Regions from separate parts of the Zea mays genome. Here region 1 is linked to region 2. The links are chromatin contacts, called in public Hi-C maps. All regions are on one chromosome and are shown on one strand. Each heading gives the region's core, a stretch centred on a gene start, on an enhancer-like site or on the middle of the called end of the contact. The rest is flanking DNA. Distances are from core to core; before and after follow the strand shown. Region 1 holds the start of LOC100383778. Region 2 has its middle 64 kb from the start of LOC100216796.

The links. Hi-C and Micro-C count contacts between places; a contact is called where the count stands out from the background.
Region 1: a Hi-C map of ear shows a contact between it and region 2, with 2.8 times the contacts expected there. The contact joins the promoter of LOC100383778 here to the enhancer-like site in region 2. A contact is called at or near these places in 2 of 25 Hi-C or Micro-C datasets (bundle sheath and ear).

Annotation. Positions count from the first base shown.
Region 1 is chr1:155,551,058-155,553,757 of Zm-B73-REFERENCE-NAM-5.0, reverse strand. It overlaps LOC100383778, which reads right to left and starts at 1,439. Exons shown (of 3, transcript NM_001359630.1): 1 at 1,292-1,439; 2 at 1-8. The coding sequence starts at 1.
Region 2 is chr1:155,100,794-155,103,493 of Zm-B73-REFERENCE-NAM-5.0, reverse strand. No RefSeq gene overlaps it. Among protein-coding and RNA genes, the nearest start is that of LOC100216796, 64 kb to the left of the region's middle. Within about 2 kb of position 1,358, at least 18 of the 20 cell types and tissues checked have an H3K27ac peak or open chromatin away from gene starts, as enhancers often do. A contact at or near this core is called in bundle sheath and ear, where this site is marked.

The DNA of each region.
Region 1 (2,700 bases), core at 190-2,689, 450 kb before region 2:
TATTGACTCTGAATGTAACAGTGAAAGCAGAGGAACAAAATTAGCATGCTTTGTATTGTTGTAACTCGTAACCATGAAATGTGGTAATTCATTAGTAAGCATGCCCACACAAATTGGAGAAATAATATAATTTCAGGAACGCGTGGTAGATTCTTATAGTAGTCCAATAAACAAATCAAGATGCCATATGAACAATAATCATGGTGTCATATGAACAATAATGATCCAATGCTAGTCATTGATGCACATGTAACCCCTTAGTGGAGCACAAGATCATAGACAAATTAGCAGTATAACAAGTTAAGAACCTAATACACTTTGGCATGAATCTTTTTCAACTCGCCGCAATAAACAAGAACTGGCATTCAGATTGATACTGTTTTTCATGGCCTCCAATCTAACACTGCAAGCTATAAACCAATGAAGCTAGAGTTCTCCAAGCAAGCAAGCAAACATGTGCCCTTACAAAACTAAATGGTTGCAGCGAAATTGGCCAGCTGTAGAAATTATTGCTTAACAGAAACTATACCAAGACTACGATCAATATGGGAGGTACTATAGGGCATGATACCTCCCTTTTCAGAAAATAGCTGGTGGCACTACCACAAGTAACTGTATACCAAACAAGAGTACGCGGAAGGAGCTAAGGGAGTATTTGGGAGTGCTCCAGGTTCTAGCTCCAGCATGGAAAGTTTATAACATAAATTTAAATAGTTTAAAACATTTTTAATCTAAATAATAAACAAAATAACTTATCTAAATGTCTTCTAAAGGTTCACAGCTCTTGCTCTACGGCTTTCTGGAGCAGCTAATGAAATGTTCCACCAACTCAACCAAATTTCTTGGAGCTAGAGCAGTCTCAAACAGGCCCTAAATCATACACAGAAACAGCAACGAAAATGGTACGACTAGCACGTGGAAGTTCATGTTACAAATTCACTAGAAACAATCAACTATACAAATTGAGTGCGCATCAGATTCTTCAACGCCTAACGCAACTCAACTCTACTCGTCGACGCTCCCCACAAATGAATCTAACTTCACACGCGCGGAAATGGCCCGGTCGTCAACTCTAACCACAAAAACTGACTCAGATCTAGAAACCAACGCAGGAACCAATCCCGCACAGCGAAGACACGAGCGAGCACCCAGCCGCGACGAACTGACGGATCGAGACAACCTAAACCACACCCGAACCGGTAGCACAGATCGGGCCCGAGATCCGGGAGCGGATCGAGACAGGCCCCTAGATCCAACTAGGGAGAGACTAGGGTCTTGACCTGCTACTTACGTCGTTGAACGCGGAGTGGCAAACCCCGCGGCGTACGGCCTGAGCGGAGCGGGAGGCCTCAGTCCACGGGGGCGCAAGGGCGGAGGGAGCGCGCGGCCCGGGCGCCGATCGACGATGCGCAGGCGCGTGGGGCGGAGGGAGGGCAGGGGTGGAGGCGGGCGGCGGCGGAAGCGGTAGGAGTGGAGGGAGGGCGAGGCGAGGAAATCAAATAATAATGCGGGGAAAAAGAAAAGGAGGGCATCTTTGCTGAGGTCGGAGTGCGACGTGGGGAGCGGCCGTGGGGGCACAGTGACCGTTGGATCGGGCGTCGATTGCTGCGATGGGGGCGAGGGTTTTTTATTGGGTGGGGTGATATTTTTTTGTAAAATGGTTTTCGTGTTGGTTTGGTTATCGCCTTTTATTGGCTTTGAAGTTTTGGACGCTACCGTACTGTGGTGGTGATGATTTCGACAGTGTGATCTCACTCTCACTTCCATTGTAGACTAAAAAGATGTTCGCTTTATATTAAAGTCGGTTGTTTAAATTACTATAGCTATAATCTTTAAAGACAAAAATATTATATAAGTAATAGAAATCATTACGGATTGCAAGCTGAGCTAAAGGGTAAAAACGGTCGCAAAAGGTCTGAGCGATCAAACAAAACCATTAACCACTTCTGTTTTCACATTTCTATTCAAAATCATAAACAGTCACAAGGAAGTGGTAGAGAATACGAAATCGATATAATGAGATATGAGAAACGAAACTATTTAGTTTTTCTGATTAAAGTTAGTTCATATCACATCAAATGTTTGAATATCAATTATAACTATTAAATATTGACATAATTAGGTTTAATAAATTTGTCTATGTCTTTTAGTCTTCGTATATGTAATTAGTTTTATAATTAGACTTAATACCTATAATTATCATTTAAACATTCGATGTGACATGGACTAAACTTTAGTAGTGTGAAATCAAACACCACCTTAAACGGTAGTTGTGGGCAATCGGTAATTAATTCAAAAATAGCGATTCAGGTAACCACTTCGAATGTTTGGTACTCCCTACGTCCAATATATAAGATGTAACCACCTTTAGTTCAAAAATCAAGAAATGTATCTAATTCTCTCTATATTATTGCATCAATGTACCATAACTAGAGGAAGCATGTCTTATATTATGGGGGCTAGAATAAAAAATAGTCACACCTTATATACTAGAACGAAGGAAGCACAACACAATGAATACAAAAATAAAATGGTCTAAGTGGGGATATATATCTCCTGGGTCCTCATAACACGAATTGGGTCCATAGGTTGTTAAAGGGCCTAAGTGGGCTGAACGGTTGGTTTTATGGGTTGTATGGCTAACTCAGACTCAGAGACGACACATGGCTTGGAGTCCAAACCATCGTGGAGGTCGTTTCT
Region 2 (2,700 bases), core at 109-2,608:
TCGCCACGAATTTTGAATTTAAATTGGAATTGGAATATGAATTTGGAAAAGAAGAAAGGAAAATAGAAAATAAAAAGGAAAAGGGGTTTAACCTAATTGGGCTGGTTCTCCATCCGGTAGGCCCATCCCTCCATTTTCCCCTACGCGCGCAACAGCCCAGGCCCATTCGCTAGCGCGTTAACCTTGTTTCGCTGACTCCCTGACCCAGCTGGCCAGTGACTATTCACGCACCCGGATCCGTTTCCTCACTCTCGCCGATGCCCTGGGCCCACGCGTCATCAGCCCACATTCCCTCGTGTCCGAACCACTCACGGACTCACCACACAACACACCGTTCCCTAAGCCGCTTACGCTTGGGGCCACCCTAACAGAGTTGTCTTCAAGCCAATGTCCGTCAGCCGGAAATCGCGTCGCGGTTCTCCAACTGACCACCGTTTCTCCCACCCGGAATACACGCACAGCTCTTGGCGTTGACTTGCGGACCCGCCTGTCTATCTCTCTGCCATGTGGGACCCGAAGCGTGACGTCTCTCTCCAGCCGAAACCATGGTGGCCACCGCATCTCCCGGGCAGGCGCAACAGCATCTCCGCAGTCCGGGCTCTCCAACTGAATCCGCGGATTGGCGGGCGCAACCTGACCGCGGGAATAAAATCAAGTGTCGCGACCCTCTCGTCCTCTGTTGGGCATACCTAGGGCACCACAAAATTGCCTAGAGTGGAGACTCAACGCCGTCAATTGGCGGTGCTCGCCGACGGGAGCTTGGACCCTGTCAACGGGCGCTCTGAAGTGGCGTTGGTCTCGGTGTTGACCGGTGGGGCGGTGCTCGTCCGGGGTCACGCGCCGGGTGTCTAGGAATAGTTTCCCTCGCACGTCCGTCAACGGAAGGACTAGGCTTCCTCGTCGCGTGTAGAAGACGAACTAGGCGGCCGTGGAGCGTGACTACTCGTTCCTGCGCAGTGCCACGGTAAGTCATGTGCCCATGAGCTCCCTCACCCTTATCTTCCTGGCGGTAGTGCTTGCTTAGGGTAGGTATTAACCTCGGCACCTTGATATCACTTCGGTGGGACGCGCTGTTGATGTACTCAGCGCCGTCGTGCACTGGTGCGTGTAGGTAGAAGAAGATCGAATAGCCGTCCGATGCCTAATCGGCGGATAAGATCAAGTCTCGCATTCCTATTCGCTGCAGGGAATTTCAGCCATTGATCTTACAACCTGCAGTGGAGATTAGAACCACTCATACCCTTTCGTTCTGGAGAATCGTTGCCGCAGATCTCGAAACCGAGGGTTTGGTGTTGTGGGGTATGCTGGCCGTTGATCTTAGATCTGAGGATCACGGTTACATACCCTTTCATTTAAAACGCGATCTAATCTCGGCCTTCGGATTTGATCCAACGACCAAGATCCAAGAATACCCCTTCGCCGTGCTTATTTGTTACAGAGCCCCTACGTTTTCATTAATTCAACCCACAGTCCATGGTGACTGTGCTCTGTGTCTGAGGAATCTTCTGTGTTCACCCCTGAGTTCTTTGGTAATTGAGGCGCAGTCCAGAGACCCGAGGAATTAGTTAATTAATTATAGAAATGAATTTTTAATATGAAAACAATTCCTAGAACTTGTATAATTTATAGAAAATTAATATGAAGTCCAAATTGACCCATTCTAGTTCCTATAATTTTGTATTAATATTGTCTATAACTCTGTAACACTGTTTTGACATAAAAATGGTATTAAAATTTATCCCTTGATTAATCTTGTATCAAATACATAGAACCTTCGAAAATTCATAACTTAAAACCCATAGCTCTAAATTTAATGATTCTTTTTCCTATGATCTTATTTTGATATGTAGATTATTAATATGTATTTTGTATATCTGTTTGGTGTGATGTTCATTTCCTCTTTATACTATGCTTGTTTGTATTGTGGCGAGTAGAAGAGCCAGTGGCTGAGGATCCCGGTGTTCAACAAATAGAAGTTGCTGAGCAGGAGCTCATTGAAGGCAAGTTGTGCCCTTGACCACTTTTATTACCCAATAATGTTCTTTATTATCACTATTCAATGCATAGGTTTAATTTTGATGGGACCCAATAGGTTGCCCTAGACTGGTTATCCTTTTTACCTTGTTGTTGGGGACTTGTTCTCAAATGCTTCGAGTTAAGAACAAGGCAACACAAAATATTAAATGTTAATATCCTTCATCCTTCGAAGCATTATTTCTCTTAGGATATAACGATATTCGGCTTGACAGAAGGTAAAAATCCAAGCGTGACACATGAGCGAATACAAGTTAGCGTGAACAGTACGGGGGTACTGTTCATCTATTTATAGGCACAGGACGCAGCCCGTGAGAAATTACATTCATGCCCTCTACAAATGATTACAATCATAATGCAGGTTATCATGGGTCGATTGGTCATTTCATCTTTAAGTCGGTGCATCTGGAAGTACACTCCGAAGCTCCCTGATTAGTAGCTTCGGCTTTGCTTCTATGTTGATCTTCCGAAGGTGTTTGTTCTTATGGGACCTTCGGCGACAAAGTAGACCCCCAACAGTAGCCCCTTCACGGTGCTAGATCGTTTTTTGTAACGAGCTCGACCCGTGAAAAATTCTCTTAGGCTTCGGAATGCCGAAGGTCCGAAAACACCTTCCCTGAGCTCGTTGTCGAGAAATGATTTAAATATTCTGAGTGTAAGGTATCC